Linked DNA regions of Mus musculus: region 2 is linked to region 1. A link is a contact called in public HiChIP or PLAC-seq data. All regions are on one chromosome and are shown on one strand. The core of a region is the stretch at or near the end of the contact, and the rest is flanking DNA. Distances in the headings are between cores, read along the strand shown. Region 1 overlaps Pbrm1 (polybromo 1). Region 2 overlaps Nisch (nischarin).

The links. HiChIP or PLAC-seq counts read pairs in DNA pulled down with a chosen protein or histone mark.
Region 2: a contact with region 1 is called in an H3K27ac HiChIP or PLAC-seq map of heart atrium, with 5 read pairs. The contact joins two enhancer-like sites. A contact is called at or near these places in 10 of 39 promoter capture datasets (the C10 cell line, the HPC-7 cell line, cranial neural crest and 5 more), 1 of 15 datasets of contacts at CTCF or cohesin (large pre-B cells), 3 of 484 Hi-C or Micro-C datasets (CD4 T cells, bone marrow-derived macrophages and muscle stem cells), 12 of 115 datasets of contacts at active chromatin or transcription factors (CD8 T cells, the HPC-7 cell line, the NIH/3T3 cell line and 9 more) and 3 of 9 other capture datasets (adipose tissue, liver and pancreatic islet).

The regions. Positions count from the first base shown.
Region 1 is chr14:31,084,023-31,088,497 of GRCm38.p6, forward strand. Pbrm1 (polybromo 1) reads left to right here. Exons shown (of 33, transcript NM_001081251.1): 22 at 52-209; 23 at 764-1,027; 24 at 3,494-3,639. It also overlaps a transcript of Smim4 not described here. Among named protein-coding and RNA genes, the nearest start is that of Smim4, 43 kb to the right of the region's middle. Within about 2 kb of position 2,534, at least 10 of the 459 cell types and tissues checked have an H3K27ac peak or open chromatin away from gene starts, as enhancers often do. A contact at or near this core is called in heart atrium, where this site is marked.
Region 2 is chr14:31,192,849-31,197,323 of GRCm38.p6, forward strand. All of the region lies in intron 3 of Nisch (nischarin), which reads right to left. Among named protein-coding and RNA genes, the nearest start is that of Nisch, 12 kb to the right of the region's middle. Within about 2 kb of position 2,158, at least 126 of the 459 cell types and tissues checked have an H3K27ac peak or open chromatin away from gene starts, as enhancers often do. A contact at or near this core is called in heart atrium, where this site is marked.

The DNA.
Region 1 (4,475 bases), core at 1,284-3,783:
CAAAGAATATGTGATTTCTGTTAATAATTTTTTTCTTTCTCTGTTTTTGAGGTGAAAAATGGTTGTACGGCTGTTGGTTTTATCGGCCAAATGAAACATTCCATTTGGCTACACGAAAATTTCTAGAAAAAGAAGTTTTTAAGAGTGACTACTACAATAAAGTACCTGTTAGTAAAATTCTAGGCAAATGTGTAGTCATGTTTGTCAAGGTAAGAAACTCATTCATTCCAATGATATCATTCATTAAATGGAGATACCATTTAAGAATATAAAAATCTGTGTTTACAAAATCAGAAAATGTTTCAAACATTTTTATTCTGTGTCTATATATAAGAAATTAACATGAATATACTTACGAGAGACCATTTGCTGTGTGTAGTTTATCTATATACAATTACTAACATTTTTATGGTGCTGGGATAATTTCTAAGGATGATATTTTTTGAAAGTAATCATTATCAAATGCCAGTTTTGCTTTTAGATAATAAAATGTATTATCTGTCATATATGCACTGTACAAAGCATTAAGACATTTTAACTATAGAAAGTAATATATTTTCAAAGGGCAGTTGACAAAAAATAAATAAATAAAATTCATAATTAAAGGGAATATAGCCAAGGAAATAGCCCTACTATCTGGCCATTTACTTTTTATTGTCTGAAAGTTTTTATAGTTCAATGTTAGGTTAATTAACATTTGTTTTTTTATTTTTGAGTAAATTTTCAAAAAATGTACTTATTTGTATTATTATTCCTATTCCAGGAATACTTTAAATTATGTCCAGAAAACTTTCGCGATGAGGATGTTTTTGTCTGTGAATCGAGGTATTCTGCCAAAACCAAATCTTTTAAGAAAATTAAACTGTGGACCATGCCCATCAGTTCAGTTAGATTTGTCCCTCGGGATGTGCCTTTGCCTGTGGTCCGAGTGGCCTCTGTGTTTGCAAATGCAGATAAAGGGGATGATGAGAAGAATACAGACAACTCAGATGACAATAGAGCTGAAGACAATTTTAACTTGGAAAAGGTATGTGGGTGGTAGCTACCTAGAAAAGGATTTTAACCTTAAAATATCTATTCTAGAAAGTAAATTAATATATTCAAACTCAAAAAAACAAAACAAAAAGCAAGTTGAGGGTAGAAAACCTTAGTCAAACAAAGTGGAAGAACCTAAGGGAAAAGAAAAGGGAAACATTTAACTTAAACTAGTATTTAGAAGTAAATTGAGGATGGAGGATAAAGAAATGGATTTGACTGCTCTTCCAAAGGACCCAGATTTGATCCCAGCACCCGCATGGAGCTTAACCGTAATTCTAGTTCCAGGCTGTCTGACTTCTACAGGCATCAGGCACACACCTGGTGCACACTGGTGCACAGACATACATGACATACATGCAGGCAAAATACTCATAAAGTAAACCAAGGAGACCAGTGAGATGCCCAGTGAGTAGTGAGTAGGCGAACTCTTTGTATGATTGCTGTAATTAAAAGCTGTAACCTAGGCATGATGGCACATGTCTTTAATCCCAGATATCAGAGGCAGATGGATCTGAGTTTAAGGCCAGCCTGGTCTGCAGAGTGAGTTCTAGGGCTACACAGAGAAACCCTGTCTCAAAAAAATAGCTCTTTAAACTACTTGATATTATAGAGACAAAAATCCTTCGTTCATTGTATAAAGTCAGAGCAAACTGTATTCCACACCCTACAAAATTCAACAGAAGACTACCCCAATCTCAAGGATGAATATCAATATAAAAATTGAGGAAATGGTTTGGTCTGGACTGGTCTGGTTTGGTTTGGTTTGGTTTTCAAAACAGAGTTTTTTTGTGTAGCCTTGGCTGTCCTGGAACTTTCTGTATAGACCAGACTGGCCTTGAACTCACAGAGATTTGCCTGCCTCCACCTCCTGAGTGCTGGGATCAAAAAGGTGGCTACCACTGCCTGGCTGAAGAAATGTTATTTTTATAAGCAAGATTGCGCCATTTTAAAACATGATCAAGGAAGGAAATGTTCCACTTAAAAGGGCAAGGATTATTCAAAATAAACTTTTATTTCATTCAATTACTAGGTTTTTTTTTTTTTACTAACATTTCTATATCACTTATGCTTTCCAACAATGAAAGCCCATCTGAGGGGCCCACAAGAAATCAGGTCATTTGCCCTTTATCACCTACAGCTAGTAGGTGACAGATTTAGTTATTTAGTCAAAGCCAGAATGCATCATGTTTATATCACAGAACTATATTGTTTCTTGCTATGATGGAATTAATAAAAATAATAAAAATGTAAAACCTATCAGTTGTTAACATTAAGAAATGAAAACAATATAGTAGAGACCAGGGAAAAGTCCAAGCTAGTGTTTAGCCTTCCTTTCTCTCTAAGGGTAGTAGGTAAGAAGCCAGCGTAGAAGAATATTGTACCTTTTGGGAACAGAGGATTAGTTAAAAAAAAAAAAGAGGAAGACATATCCTGGACTCTCTCCTTTCGGCTTTTCTCCTCAGATAGCGCCTCCTATCCTCCCAGTCTGTGCTCATCTGCCCTCCCAGGAATGTAGGACAGGTCTATGAATAGTAAGCTTCAGGCAGACATTCCAAAGGGGCCTCAACCCTGTCACTCTGTCATGTCTCCTGGAGTTTATCTGCTCTAGCATTCCTCTTTTTCTATTTAGTCTGGAGATGAGTTTGCTATGTGCTGCTGTGGTGTGAAAAACTACTCCTTATACTCATTTCTGTTGTACTAATGGTAGCTTTCCCTGGGGGTCTACTAGAGATTTAATCAGATTAGGACAGAAACTACAGAGACTCGGTATCATAAAGGCAAGTTAAAAGCCAACTTGTTATATTTCTAAATCCCGCAGGGATCAGAAAGAAGTATTATTTTTCAGAGTGGGAGCTAAATGAGCTATGTCATTAGAAGAGACTGAATAAGCTTAATTTTTATATTAGAAAGCAGCTGATCTGGTGGCATGTGCTTGTTAGAATACTGAAGTAAGAAAAAGAAAAGCTCAGGACCTGCTTGAACTATTGAATGAGTTCAAGGCCAGCTTAGTAAGACCCAGGTTTAAAAATACATAAAGGGTTTGAGATATCAGTACCTGCCTGTTACACAGAGTCCCAGGTTCTGTCTCTATTACCACAAAGAGAAGGAAGAAATTCTGTAACATTAAATACAATAAAGAAGATAGTATAAAGAATTTGTTTCTTGTACTGTGTGTTGTGTGAATTTGTCCACTTTGAAGTAAATGCTAATAAGTTCTTTCCAGTACTTTATTCTGAAAAGATCAATTCTATAGGAATGGGGGGGCAGATATAAAAATTTCTTAGTAACATTTTATGAAAATTATAAATTTGAAATGAATACAATACCTGATTATGATTTTGATTTTAACAATTTAATGTTTGGTTTCTCAACTTTGATAAAAGCTTACTTAGAGTTGTTGTTTCTTGTGCCTCTTGCTAGTTTCCTGCCTTTATTTACCAGTTCCTCTCCACAGGAAAAAGAAGATGTTCCTGTGGAGATGTCCAATGGTGAGCCAGGTTGCCACTACTTTGAGCAGCTTCGGTACAATGACATGTGGCTGAAGGTTGGTGATTGTGTCTTCATCAAATCCCACGGCTTGGTGCGCCCTCGTGTGGGCAGGTGAGTTACAGAAGATGAGGTTGGGTCTAAGATTTGAGACTTAGTATTCCACATGCATAGAATGAAGACAGAATTCCCTTCCCTGGCAATTTCTCAAGCTTCCTCACACCACATTTTCCCTGTTCCTACTTCTGTGGCAAGTAGATGGGCGCACACGTGTGTATAATCCCAGCAATTAGAAAACTAAGGAAGGGGGCCTGGAGAGATGGCTCAGTGCATTGACTGCTCTTCCACAGGTCCCGAGTTCAAATCCCAGCAACCTCATGGTGGCTCACAACCATCCATAATGAGATCTGATACCCTCTTCTGGAGTGTCTGAAGTCAGCTATATTGTACTTGCATATAATAATAAATAAATAAATCTTTAAAAAAAAAAAAAGAAAGAAAAAGAAAACTAAGGAAGGAAGAGCAAGGGATCCAGATCAGAGCCTGTCCCAAAATAAACACTCAAAGATTGAAAGATAATTTTACTTCAGTAGAGCTTTATTCAAATGGGGTACATATAATATTCAGATGTGTGTACCAAACATGATACATACTGTTGAAATTGTGAGGTGCTCAGAACAGAGAGAATGGTTTGAATAGATTTCACAAAGAATGTGGCAGTTGGGTTACTGTGAAGAAATGTAAGAATTGTGACTATCAGGGAAAGCATTCCAGGCAGAATTAATAACCAGAATAAAGGCCTGAGAGATAAGTACATCACTCTTAACCTGTAATTCACTTATCAGCATAGTGAGCCCTATAAAAGGTGGTAGATGGGGTAATGGGCAGATCATGTAAGGTTTCAGAAACCATGTGAGCCCTTGAACTATTACAGAGTTACAAAAAGTGTC
Region 2 (4,475 bases), core at 908-3,407, 110 kb after region 1:
TAAGTGAGTGTTCTGTACTGGGTTGTATCATGCCTATCCTCCAGCTGCATGGCCTGCAAGCAGCTAGCAGGACACAGCTGTGAGATGGGAAAAAAGCTGGAGGTGGAAGAAAAGCTAGAACAAAGCAAGGAGCTTAGAAACAGAACCATAGAACAAAGCAAGGAGCTTAGAAACAGAACCAAGTATTTTCGGATCTCTGGATGTCGGAATGGTCTGCACAACATGGCGGATCGTGCTACAGCCCATAGTCAGCAAAGATTGACCAATGGTAAGGATTGGCTGGGGAGCCAGCATATCCCTAAACTGACTCTGGAGAAAGGAATTGCCACCTTCTCTCTTGTCAAATGTTTCTTGAAAAGAGTGGACACACCTTTGTCCTGTGTGCATCCCTTCCAGAGTCAGAGCAGTCCCACAAAGCCCCTGGGTCACTAGGAAGATGTGGCAAAGGTTTTTCAAATAATGCAATGCCTTAAGGAGACATGGCAAGAACCATGTTCTCTTACATTAACAGCAGTCATGCTAGGCTCTAGTACAATGCCTGAGTACTCGGTAGGTTCTGGCTGGCTGACTTCTCCCACTGCCCTACAAGAGGACCTGCTACCTTGTACCATGTAACACAGATAAGCAAACACAGGTGGAGAGCTTTAGGGACATCCCAATTTTATATGGCTATAAACCAGTAAAGCTACCCTCCAGCACGCAATCTTGGTTCCCCCTATACATAACCAACTGCCTCTGCACTCAAAACAATCGTGGGCCGAGAGACAGCTCAGTGGTTATCAGCGTTGGCCACTCTTCTAGGGAACTCTGGTTTGGACCCACGTGGTGGCTCACAACCATTGATTTTGAGCTAATTTTAGGCTCAAATTCCAACTTTAGGAATCTCTTCTAACCTCAGATACAGACACAAGCATGGTGTATGTGTGTGTGTGTATATATATATGTCAAAAAAACACTCATACACATAAAATTCTAAAAATCTAAAAACAATCGTGTTTTTTGCAGACCCCATCAAAACCTTCCACCCCACCTCCCACAGGCAAGAGATTAAATTGGCAGATGGTAGTACACAGGTCTTTTTGTAAACAAGCCCAGATGGCGGTGCAAATAACCCCTCAGCACTCATAGGACGCTGCTGCTACCGCTGCTAGAGCATAGCTAGGATACACACGTATTTATAGAACTTACAAAGCACCAGGCTGTAGGGAAGGGGGGGGGTGTTCCTGTTTTTCTTAGTACTTGTCTCTTCTTCATAACCTTACAAATCATAGCTACCCCCGTCGAATACTGGAAACTGAACCTAGGGCCTCTATCACTGAGCTATGGCAATCACCCCTTTTGTGTTTTGGACAGAATCTCTCTCACCAAGTTACCTGGCTGGGTTCAAATTCAGAATCCTCTTCCTGCAACCTCCCAAGTAGCTGGGATAGATAGGAGCTGTTCACCTAGCTCCTGACAGCACTTTTTTAAAAAAGATTTATTTATTAATTTTATGTATGTGAGTACACTGTAGCTGTACAGATGGTTGTGAGCCTTCATGTGGTTGTTGGAAATTTAATTTTTAGGACCTCTGCTCACTCTGGTCAATCCTGCTCCCTCAGTCCCTGCTTGCTCCGGCCCAAAGATTTATTTATCATTATAAATAAGTACACTGTAGCTGACTTCAGACACATCAGATAGCATCATTGGTGGTTGCGAGCCACCATGTGGTTGCTCAGATTTGGACTCAGGACCTTCAGAAGAGCAGTCAGTGCTCTTAACCACTGAGCCATCTTGCCAGCCCCCTGACAGCACTTTTAATGGTTGTTTATACAGGAAGCATTTCCTCTGGCCTGGTTGTCCTTTGATCAAGGTGGTTTTCTTAACATAGTGAGGTTTTTCACTTTTATGTTTAACCTCTAATTCTTTTCCTTTGTAACTGCAAGGATCTTTTATTCCAAGAATGTAAGAATATTTTCCTGTTTTATTTTCTTGACCTTTTATGATCTTTAAAAGTTGTGTTTATTCAGTTTATATATAACGTAAGAACTGTTCCTCTGTCACTTCATCCCTCGGTGTACAGAAAGCCATCACAGCTGTGTTAGAGAGTTAGGGCTACAGGTCACAATGTAGAAGGCCAGCAGAGAAGCAGGGTGCCAGCTGGCAGAGGCTGCAGGTTGTAGAAAGCTCAACCTCAGTCTCCACCTCCCACGCCCATCAGTTCCCCTGGCAGACGTGAGGCTCTGAGCCCAGCCAGGAAAACGCCTGGACTAACCACAGACATGTCTCCCACGTACTTCAAAAAACGATGCCCTCTACTTCCTATCCTCCTGCAGTCAGACCACCAACTGCTTAAGTCCCAGGGGCTGCCAGCCTACACTTCCCTCAGCTCCCAGGCAGTGCAGGCACTGTACTGGCACAGGAAGTCCGACTTTCTGCCCTGTCGTCAACGCGGTCCGGCCCTCCCCCTCCTTGTGTATTTCTTTGGACAACTGGTGTTGATTGAGACAGAGCAGAGACAGAATCATGCTGCATATCCGCCCTGCGAAGGAGACAGGGCTGGAGTTTCCAGAAAACACAGAGAGTTGATATGAGGAGCCAAGAGCTTTAATTTCTGAAGAATATCGAAAGCAAACTGTACCACTCTCCCACTCAGGGCACAGGAAGAGCATCCTGTTGCCCTTCCTACTTGGCTTCCTCAGACTGATCTTCATCTTAGGAGAGAGCCAAAACCAAGGGACTCTGAAATCCCTCAGACTGCAAACCTAGAACACCAGCCTCCTCTGGTCACACTGCACCTGTGGGTGAAGCAATACAGTCAGGCCTCTCTCTGGGACAGTAAGAGGCAGGGCAGGGGGCTCAGTAGCCCCTGAGCCCAGCTATGGACTCCCGTGTTGTGTCACCTGTGGAGACAGGTGGTTCTTTACATAGCGTGCTATATTTGTGCTGAAGGGACCTGAAGTGCTTTGAGGTAACACAACTGTAAAATAACATGTGCTACAGACTTGATCAGCCATGCCAGGAAGAGGACCATGTGTCAGTGTGCACTCTTGGGGGAAAAGGCACATGCTTACGCCCCCCGCCTCCCAAGAACTTTTAAAAGTCTGTTGTGCTGGGATGGAACCCGGGGCCTTTTCCATTCTAGATAAGCTACACCTCCACTTTGGGCTTCATGTAACCACTATGTGGACTTAGAGCCTAGCATCAAGTGTACCCCCAAATACATATGCCAGTGCTCAATTAAAAACCCCTAGCCAGGGGCTGGAGAGTGAGTTCAGCAATTAAGAGCACTGAGTTCAATTTCCAACCAGCACACAGTGGCTCACAAGCATCTATGATGGGGTTTGATGCCCCCTTGTGGCACACAGGTGTACATGAGGATAGAGCACTCATACATAAAATACACAAAATAAGTAAAATTCAAACAAACAAACAAACACCTAGCCAGGCCCTGATATCTCTTGGCCTGTGCTAAAGCACTGTGCCTGTCAGTGGACACTAGCCAGGCATTAATGACAAGCCACAGAGGCCATCACTCAGATGTGACCTAGATACACAGAGTAAGGATTGAGGGAGCTCGGCTAGCTTCTATTTTGTGCTAGTAGAAGTCAGCCATAATATATGTGGTTCAACTTTCAGCAAAGATTCCTCACTTAAGGATTCACATAAAACTTTAAAAGAGCTCCAGGACTATAACCTTGAAAACCAAACACACCAAGCAGGCCTGTTATCACCCACAGTCCTTTCAACTAAAACAAATGATAATAAAATGGATCTAAAGCCAGTACTAACAGTTGACAGTTACATTTCAAATTAAAAAATTTTTTTTGTTTACAGTCAAGTGTCAAGTAGCTTTAATATAAGGAAATGATATAAACTTTCCTTTTGAAGAGACCTGAGTCTCCTTCCCTACCAGAACAGCCCAGTATGACGACACGTGGTGTGCCTGACCCATGCCTCTTCTAAGCCTCAGACATTCACTGTGCAATCTCATGCAGCCTTCAAAGAGTCCCAGATCATCACTCTCAGAACAGTTCAGGGTGCAGAAAAGTTGAATGAATGACTTGGAATTAACATGAAATGAGCAGGTCTGGAGGACAAACTTGGCTCTGTCTATTTTCCAAGTTCACTGTAAGAACGGTTATGGTTGTGATAATCCATGGATTGGTTTCTACAGAGTCAGAACCATCTCTAGAGGTTCTGAGATGGGATCTATGACTGTGGGTCTAGGAAGCTAAGAGTGCAGCTATCCAGGAGTAGGAAGCAAAGGTTGCTCCAGCCCCTGGATTCCCATTTTAGAGTTGGATGAAAGAATCCCCTAGTCATTAAAATCCATACTTTGAAAGAATCAAGCTAGGACCTCCCCCTCACTTCATACCATACACAAAAATGAACTCAAAATGGGTCAACATCCTAAATGTGAAACAAAATTCATAAGAGAAAATATAAATTCCTGTGACACTGGGGGGGGGGGGGATGGTTTCTCAGATATGGTT